2 separate regions of the Triticum aestivum genome follow, and region 1 is linked to region 2. The links are chromatin contacts, called in public Hi-C maps. All regions are on one chromosome and are shown on one strand. Each heading gives the region's core, a stretch centred on a gene start, on an enhancer-like site or on the middle of the called end of the contact. The rest is flanking DNA. Distances are from core to core; before and after follow the strand shown. Region 1 holds the start of LOC123072029 (exocyst complex component EXO70B1). Region 2 holds the start of LOC123072025.

Region 1 (4,288 bases), core at 234-2,733, 200 kb before region 2:
ATCTCGCCCCCTGGCAGTGATCTGCGAGAAGTCTCCCCACGTATCGCATTGGCAAACTCAGCGACCGTGCCACGCACCGCATCCCCTAGCCTGACAAGTATCCCCTCTGCCTCTTCCTTGATGAAATCCCTTGCATCCCCTGAGAACAAGGCCTCGAGCTCTGGCAGCAACTCAGCTAGCGCCTCGTACATACCAAGAATGCGGAACAGCTTCTCGGACGATCTCTTGCCAATCGCAATGGCATCACCGAAGTTGAGCAGCTGCAGGACACACCCCTTGGCCGCCTCAGTAAAGCACTCCTCCTCGGCATCTGCGTCGGCCGCAAGGATCTGGCCACAGATGCGGCGCTCCTCGGCGAGAAGGCCCTGGACGACGACCCTGAGAGCCTGGATCCACTTCTTCATCTTGCCATCGAGGACGCCCCACTCCACGCGCTGCACCTCTTCCAGGCTCATCTTGTCGACCCCAAGCACGGCGAGGCACTCCATGAGCGTGTCCCGGCGCACCTCGCTGTAGACCTGGCAGAGCTCCGGCCCATAGCCAGCGCGCAGCATGACGTCCGCGATGTCCTTGAGGGTGCTGACGGTGTCGGGGGAAATGAGGTAGGGCGAGATCTCGCCATCGGAGGCGGAGCTCCACCTGCCCGCGCCGGAGGACTCGTCGCCCTCGTCGGCGTGGCTGGCGAAGGAGGGGCAGTCGAGGTCGACGGAGGAGGCGGAGTGGAAGGTGGGCACCGTGAGCGAGAGGCGGCGGAGGAGGGACGCGTGCAGGTCCTCGGCGGCGAGCGACGCGGTCCCGCGGATGAGCAGCTGGCGGAACTCCTCCTCGAGGCGCGCCATGGCGACCTGCAGCGCGGCCTCGACGCGCGGGCCGGCCTCGCCCATGAGGCAGGCGGCCGCGGCGAGGTACTCCTCGGCGTCCTCGGGCGACTCGAACACCAGCCGGTCCCCGGCCGCGGGGGAGTCCCACTGCTCCACCAGCCGCAGCGCTTCCTCCACCGCCGCGTCTCTCTCGTCCTCCAGGTCGTCGTCGTCGCCGCCGAAGCCGGGGCCGGGCGGCCCCCGCTCCCGCCCGTACTCCCCCTCCTCCTCCTCTTCCCCCTCCGGCAGCTCGGAGCCGGCCGCGGCGTCGGGGGCGCCGGCGTCCGGGAAGAGGTCGGACATGAGGGAGAAGCGGTTGTCGAAGCCGGAGAGGATGCGGATCATGTCGTCCGCGGCGTTCTTAGAGTTGGCGAGCGACTTGACGATCTGCTGCGCCGCCGCGATCACCTTCTCCTGCCCGTCGGGCGGCGCCGCCGCCATCCCGTCCCCGCGCCGCGCCGCGCCGCTCGCCTGCGCTCTTGGATCGGAGGAGGGCGATGAGGGCGGTGTGAAAGGGGGCGGGGAGTCGCGGAGGCGGAAGGGGGGAGGGGAGAGGAGGAAGGGGGAGGGAGCCGAGTCGCTGATTTGCTGAGCTGGCCTTGGGTTTGGGTTTGAGCGAGTCGTCGTCGGGTGGTTTAGATGTCTGTCTGGGCTAAAAAAGGTTGGACTGACGATCTTTTCCTGCTTTGATCACAGGCTTTATCGTACGGATCGGACCGGGATCGGATTCGTTCCGGCGACCATACACTAGCTCACTTTTGTGCCGTCCATGCACTCGACTTTGTATCGTCTCTTCTGATATTTTTCTCCAAACACGGTACAGACACGAGACGCCAGTGGCGGAGCTTGACAAGAATCAATGGGGGGGCCAAGGACAAAAAAAACTGAAGCAACTTCAGCAAACCATAAACTTGTAGCCACCAGGCAATTTTACTTATATAGTTATATTACCCATATTGGTCAAAAAATACATGTCTGATTAGCATTTAGCAATATATACTTCAGATGAGAACTAAGCACACCGCAAGTAGTATTTCCGAGTCTCAAATCAAAATTCCCCCTACCGCCCGACCCCCGCGTCCCTCTCTGAGGCGACACGGGGGGAACCCAACATCCCCGCCGCCGGCCCCCTTCCTCGCCTCCCTCCCTCACCGCCGCCGTGGACCACTGCGGGGCAAAGCCCTGGCAGCGCCGGCGGCCGCGGGGCTTCTCCCCGGCGCAGCTCCGGCGAGGTGGTCCTGGCAAAGATGGGCAGCGGTGTGTTGGTGGCGAACGGGCGCGACGGCATGATGGAGGCGACGGCGTGAGCTACCGGCCAGGTTTGGTGGCGGCGTTGTGATGGCTCGGCTAGGAGGGCGTTCCTGGCGAGCAGCGAGCGCCGGTCACCTACGATCTGTGTGGCGAGCGACGGCGCTCTCGCGGTGGCGCTGGCGTGGGTGCTGCCCGCGGCTAGGCGGGTCAGATCTGAGCCTGTTCGGGTCCGTACCGGGCCCTTGGTGTTGGGGACGTCGCAAGGCCGTCCCTTGGAGCGGGTGACGGCCGTCGTGGGCGGTCTTGGCCCTTGCTGGAGGTGCGGAGTGGCTGCTGTTCTTCAGCTAGGTTGGAGGTGTTGGTTGGGAGTGTAGGTGGTTCTTTCTCAGAAATGGTAAGTTGGAAGTGTAGGTTTAGTCTGATGGCTCTCTCCACGAATGAAGAGGAGGTGGAGGGGTATATATAGCCTCCACACAAAATCTAACCGTTACACACAATTTATCAAACTCGGTGGGACCGATTCAACAGACTCGGTCGGACCAATTTAGTAAACCTAGTGACCGTTAGTGATTTTCGGTGGGACTGACATGCAACTCAGTGAGGCCGATTCGGTTAGGGTTAGGGCATAACATAATCTCGGTAAGACCGATTACACAAACTTGGTGAGACCGATTTTGATAATAAGCTTTCCAGAGAGTTGGTCAGGTAAACTCGGTGGGACCAATTTGCTCTTTTCGGTGAGACCGAAATGTGACAAAAGGGAAACAGAGAGTTTACATTGCAATCTCGGTGGGACCGATTGCTCACTTCGGTTTGACCGAAACGTTACGAAGGAAAACAGAGAGATTACAATCCCATCTCGGTGAGACCGAGATCCCTATCGGTAGAACCGATTTGCCTAGGGTTTGTGGCAGTGGCTATGACATTTGAAATCGGTGGCGCCTGATAAGAAGAATCGGTGTGACCGATTTTGGCTTTGGGTTTAGGTCATTTGTGGATGTGAGAAAGTAGCTGAGGGTTTTGGAGCATATCACTAAGCACATGAAGCAAGAGGCTCATTAAGCAACACCTCATCCCTCCTTGATAGTATTGGCTTTTCCTATAGATTCAATGTGATCTTGGATCACTAAAATATAAAATGAAGAGTCTTGAGCTATTGAGCTTGAGCCAATCCTTTGTCCTTAGTATTTTGAGGGATCCACTTTCATCATCCATGCCATGCCATGCCATTCATTGAGCTTTCCTGAAATATATGTCTTGGAATAGCATTAGCTCAATGAGCTATGTGTTGTTATGAATTACCAAAACCACCTAGGGATAGTTGCACTTTCAGGTTGCTTCTCGTCGGTGATGTTGGTGGAGGTATGGTTCGTGCTCTCTCGGCAGTGTGGGTGGTGCTGGTCCACGGCTACGCGGCTTCAGCGGATTTGCTGTGGTGACGGCGGTGCGAGGCTTCAGGGACGGTGCCGCCATGCACCTTGTCGGAGTGGAGATGCGCAACATTACGGATGAGAATCATGTTCGGTTTTGGCCGGCCGGCGTCGATGGCACCCGCGGGTGTCGTTTCTCTCCCTGGAGGCGACGTCGAGTGTGTCGCCATCTCCCTCGTGCTTGGTATTGGCAGTTGTCTCCGAGCGAAAGCCTTGGTCCTCTGGGGCGGCATGATGGCGGCGTCTGCGACGTCGTTTCTCTGTTGGGAGCATCGTGCGAGGAGACTGAGTTTCCTGTTGGCGCTCATCCGGTGTTCGTCGTGGCCTTGACCGCTCTCCTCTGGCGCTATGTATGGTCGTCGCGGATGAATCCAAAGAAAGCTGGAGTTGCTGTTCTTTGGAGGTGTTCAGTGTTCATCAAGATGCGGCGAGGTGTTTCGGTCTTGGGCAGGTTTTTCCGTGTTGTAGTTGTGTTGTTGTGTGTGGCTGTCCGGAGGATAGCCGGATGTGGTGTTGAGCTACGCTCGTTGTTCCCAGCGAGTCATAGATGTCATGTACTAATTTTCTCTCCTTCTATAAAGCTATGGTACGCAATTTGCGTACCCTCGAAAAAAAGAGAACTAAGCACACCAAAACATATAAATTGTCGCTTAGCCTTCAAACTTCAAAGGCATTCTATGAGGCAACTAACAACTATAGATTAGCTCCGCGATCCCTGATGCTCTTGAATTCTGTTAAAATATCCCT
Region 2 (4,265 bases), core at 69-2,568:
TATCTTTAAGCAAATATGCATCTGGTGCCTTCAGATTGTGTGTTTCTTTATCACTGAGACAAATAAGCATCTTGATCGATCTTGATATAACTAGTTTCCTCATCAGGTGAGGAATTCTTCAGCTTTTACTTCTTGATTTAGTTGGTTGATGATGTTTTCATGGCTAATGGTGCTTTTTTCTGTTGTTAAAAAATGCAAATGATTAGGTTCTATTGATTGCTCCTACGAATGCAAATGATTAGGCATAACAGAGTATGTTGGAAATTTGTCTACCCTGTGTGTGATAATCTGTTGATTGCTCCTACCAATCCTAGTTAAGTTCAGACATGCACCAGTGCAAATGGCATGTGGGACGATCAGAAGATTTGTGTGTTAATGTTGATGCATTAAATGTACAAATCATTTTTATTAACATGGTAATAGTTTTTCAGCTACTATCTTGCAGGGTCAGGTCTGTTTACCCACTAATTTATGCAACATTCACAAAAATCTTAATAAGGTTGTTAAGACTTTCAGCTTGCCGGTGGTTAGACAAAATTCAGTGCTCCTGACTCGGTCATTATTGTTATGCGCAACTTGGCATTTGCCCCTGATCCTGTAAATTAGTTTTACAGCCTCAAAATCGACATCATCTTAGTGAGCTGCTGTTTAGGCGGCCTAGTGATTTGGTTATTTATTACTCCCTCCGTAAACTAATATAAGAGCGTTTAGATCACTACTTTAGTATTCTAAACGCTCTTATATTATTTACAGAGGGAGTAATTATTACTAGATCCGTGTCTGTTGGACATAGTTAAGCCACGTGTGCAATAACCGAGCTGGTGGTCGGCCGTGCCTGCCGGGATTCCTTTGACTGTGCCCGTGGGAGATGTACTATGGAGAGGATGTGGAGTCGAATGGACCTGAGAACAACTACTTAAATGCCTAGATTCTGTACCTACACGTGCTAGCTGGCCTGCCCACAATACACGCGATGGTGCAGCGATACGAGGGAGCATGAACCAGAAATACCGAGAGGGCACACATCCCTAGCGCACGTGAATGGCCAGGATACCGGCCTACCTGATGCTCGGCCTCCATTCGCATTTTCCGCCTCCCCCATTCCATTTCTAGTTAACCTAAACCCTAGGCAGACCAACTCCCTCCAATCCCGCAGCCGCCACCTCTCTCCTCGCAATCCGCACGCACCCAATCCCCTACCTCCACTTGGCCAGATCCACCAGCCAAACCCCACCCGATCTGGACCGCCAGATCTCAGATCCGACGGCCCAGAGAGCCTCCCGCAGCGCTCGATCCGATCTGGATCGAGGCAACCGTCTCCACCCGCCTCTGCTCGTCTCCACGCCTCCGGCGGCCGCAAGCCACCGGAGCACCAGGATCCCGTGCCACGGGCGCATCTCCGGCAAGCCACCGGCGACCAGGACCAGGCGTGTTCCGCCACACCTCTCGCTCCTTCTTTCCTTCCTCTTCCTCACCTTTTTTTCCCGTCACTCCCGCAGGAGCCGAACCCCGCTGCCAGGCACGCCGCCGCCCCCGTGCTCCGCCTCTGCTCCCTTGGAACGGGACGAGATCGGCCAGTCCCGTGCCCTTCGCCGCCTCCCTACACCTTCGTCGCCCCGTCAAGTTCTGCGCCAAGCTGCTGCCTCGCCGTCCAGGACACCGCTGGCCTCCTCTTCTTCCGATGCGCGAGGAGGACGACGCATCCAGCGGGCGCCTGCTCGTCCGCCCGTTGACCGCGCCTCTGCTTCCCCTGCTCCAGTTCGAGCGCTGCTGCCGCGGCCTCTGCTTCCTTTGCATCGAGCAAGAGCTCGCCTGCTCAAGCCTCTGCTCGCGCCGTTGTCGGATCGAGCGACAGAGAGCGCTCGCGTTGACCGCGCCCACTCCACCTCCTGATTCGATCGCTCCAAGGCCCAGCATCCGCATCCAGATCTACCGGCCTGCCAGGCCTCTCCACCAGCCGGGACGAAGCCCATGGTTGAGGCCCCAGCGCCTCCCTTTTTTTCCTTCTGTTGGGCCTGCTCCAGTCAGTTTCGGCCTGTTTAGGTTTTTTTACCAGTCCGACGAATTTGTCTAATTATCCAGTGTATTACAGTTTTGCAGAAAAACCCTGTTTATTCATGCATATAATAACTCATTGACCGTGCATCGGATTAAAATGATTTAAACATGTAAAATGCTTAGAATTTTGTGTAGATTAATAATTTGCAACTCTCATCCATGTTAAATATGTTTAAACTTGTTGTTTTTTTAATTTTGCATAATGCCATGTTAAAATGATTTATTTTATAACTAATTAACCTTAGCTCCATTTTAAATAAACTTTATATGTAAATGGGGTGGAAAAATGCCTAGTTTAAGATGGTGCACTTTATTTTCCTGTTTAACAACAATAAAATATGGTTTTAGGCAGAACAGTATCAAATCTAAAATACAGACATGAGGATTTTTTGGAATTGTTGTTCGTTGTTCCGGCCTCATTTAAACTTGCCTAAATAGGTAGTTTTATTATGCTTCACCTCTTGCCATGTTTAACAAAATTTAATATTGATGAGTATCTAAACAAGAGTGAACTAAATAATTGTTGTGGTGTTCCGTCAATATGCAACTCGTTGCATATTGAGCTCCACTTAATTTGTAGTATTGTTTGTTGCACTTTGACATGCCATGCCTCATTAAACCGGACATGCATCATACTTGGTTGTGCATCATGCCATGATTATGTGATGGTTGTTTACCCTGTTGTTTGCTTCTTTCCAGTTTGCTTCTCTCGGTAGCTTCGTTTTTGTTCCGGAGTTGTGAGGATTCGTTCGACTACGTGGGTTCGTCTTCTTCTTGGACTCGTTCTTCTTCCTTGCGGGATCTCAGGCAAGATGACCATTACCCTCGATATCACTTCTATCTTTGCTTGCTAGTTGCTTCGTTCTATCGCTATGCTGCGCTACCTATCACTTGTTTACCATGCCTCCCATATTGCCATGCCAGCCTCTAACCTTTTCACCCTTCCTAGCAAACCATTGCTTGGCTATGTTACCGCTTTGCTCAGCCCTTCTTATAGCGTTGTTAGTTGCAGGTGAAGTTGAAAATTGCTCCATGATGGACAGGATTATTTTGGGATATCACAATATCTCTTATTTAATTAATGCATCTATATACTTGGTAAAGGGTGGAAGGCTCGGCCTTATGCCTGGTGTTTTGTTCCACTCTTGCCGCCCTAGTTTCCGTCATACCGGTGTTATGTTCCTTGATTTTGCGTTCCTTACGCGGTTGGGTGATTTCTGGGTCCCCCTTGACAGTTCGCTTTGAATAAAATCCTCCAGCAAGGCCCAACCTTGGTTTTAACATTTGCCACCTAAGGCTTTTTCCCTTGAGTTCTGCAGACTCAAGGGTCATCTTTATTTTTACCCCCCGGGCCAGTGCTCCTACGAGTGTTGGTCCAACCTGGGCGATGTCCGGTGCCCCCTGGGCAACCAGGGTCTATGCCAACCCGCCGTCTTGCCCATCCGGTGTGCCCTGAGAACGAGATACGTGCGACTCCTATCGGGATTTGTCGGCACATCGGGCGGCTTTGCTGGTCTTGTTTTACCATTGTCGAAATGTCTTGTAAACCGGGATTCCGAGACTGATCGGGTCTTCCTGGGAGAGGTAATATCCTTCGTTGACCGTGAGAGCTTGTGATGGGCTAAGTTGGGACACCCCTGCAGGGTATAAACTTTCGAGAGCCATGCCCGCAGTTATGTGGCAGATGGGAATTTGTTAATGTCTGGTTGTAGAGAACTTGACACTTGACTTAATTAAAATGCCTCAACCGCATGCGTAGCCGTGATGGTCTCTTTTCGGCGGAGTCCGAGAAGTGAATACGGTTTTGGGTTATGTTTGACGTAAGTAGTTTCAGGATCACTTCTTGATCACTTCTAGCTTCTCGATCGTTCCGTTGCTTCTGTTCTCGCTCTTATTTGCATATGTTAGCCACCATATTTGCTTAGTGCTTGCTGCAACTCCACCTCATTACCACTTCCTACCCATAAGCTTAAATAGTCTTGATCTCGCGGGTTTTGAGATTGCTGAGTCCTCGTGACTCACCAGATCTATCACAATAGTTGCAGGTGCCGATGATACCAGTGCAGATGATGCAACCGAGCTCAGATGGGAGCTCAACAAAGATCTTAGTCATTGCTATGTTTCGTTTCATGTTGATCAGTAGTGGAGCCCAGTTGGGATGATCGGGGATCTAGCAGTTGGGTTATCTTCTTTTCTTTTGGGTTCGT

Evidence for each region. Hi-C and Micro-C count contacts between places; a contact is called where the count stands out from the background.
Region 1: a contact with region 2 is called in a Hi-C map of leaf, with 3 times the contacts expected there. The contact joins the promoter of LOC123072029 here to the promoter of LOC123072025 in region 2. A contact is called at or near these places in 2 of 5 Hi-C or Micro-C datasets (both in leaf).

The regions. Positions count from the first base shown.
Region 1 is chr3B:725,470,135-725,474,422 of IWGSC CS RefSeq v2.1, reverse strand. It overlaps LOC123072029 (exocyst complex component EXO70B1), which reads right to left and starts at 1,483. Exons shown (of 2, transcript XM_044495590.1): 1 at 1-1,483. The coding sequence starts at 1,301.
Region 2 is chr3B:725,269,660-725,273,924 of IWGSC CS RefSeq v2.1, reverse strand. LOC123072025 reads left to right here and starts at 1,318. Exons shown (of 1, transcript XM_044495588.1): 1 at 1,318-2,122. The coding sequence starts at 1,318. The coding sequence ends at 1,893. It overlaps LOC123072027 (a long non-coding RNA gene), which reads left to right. Exons shown (of 3, transcript XR_006434800.1): 2 at 1-106; 3 at 207-270.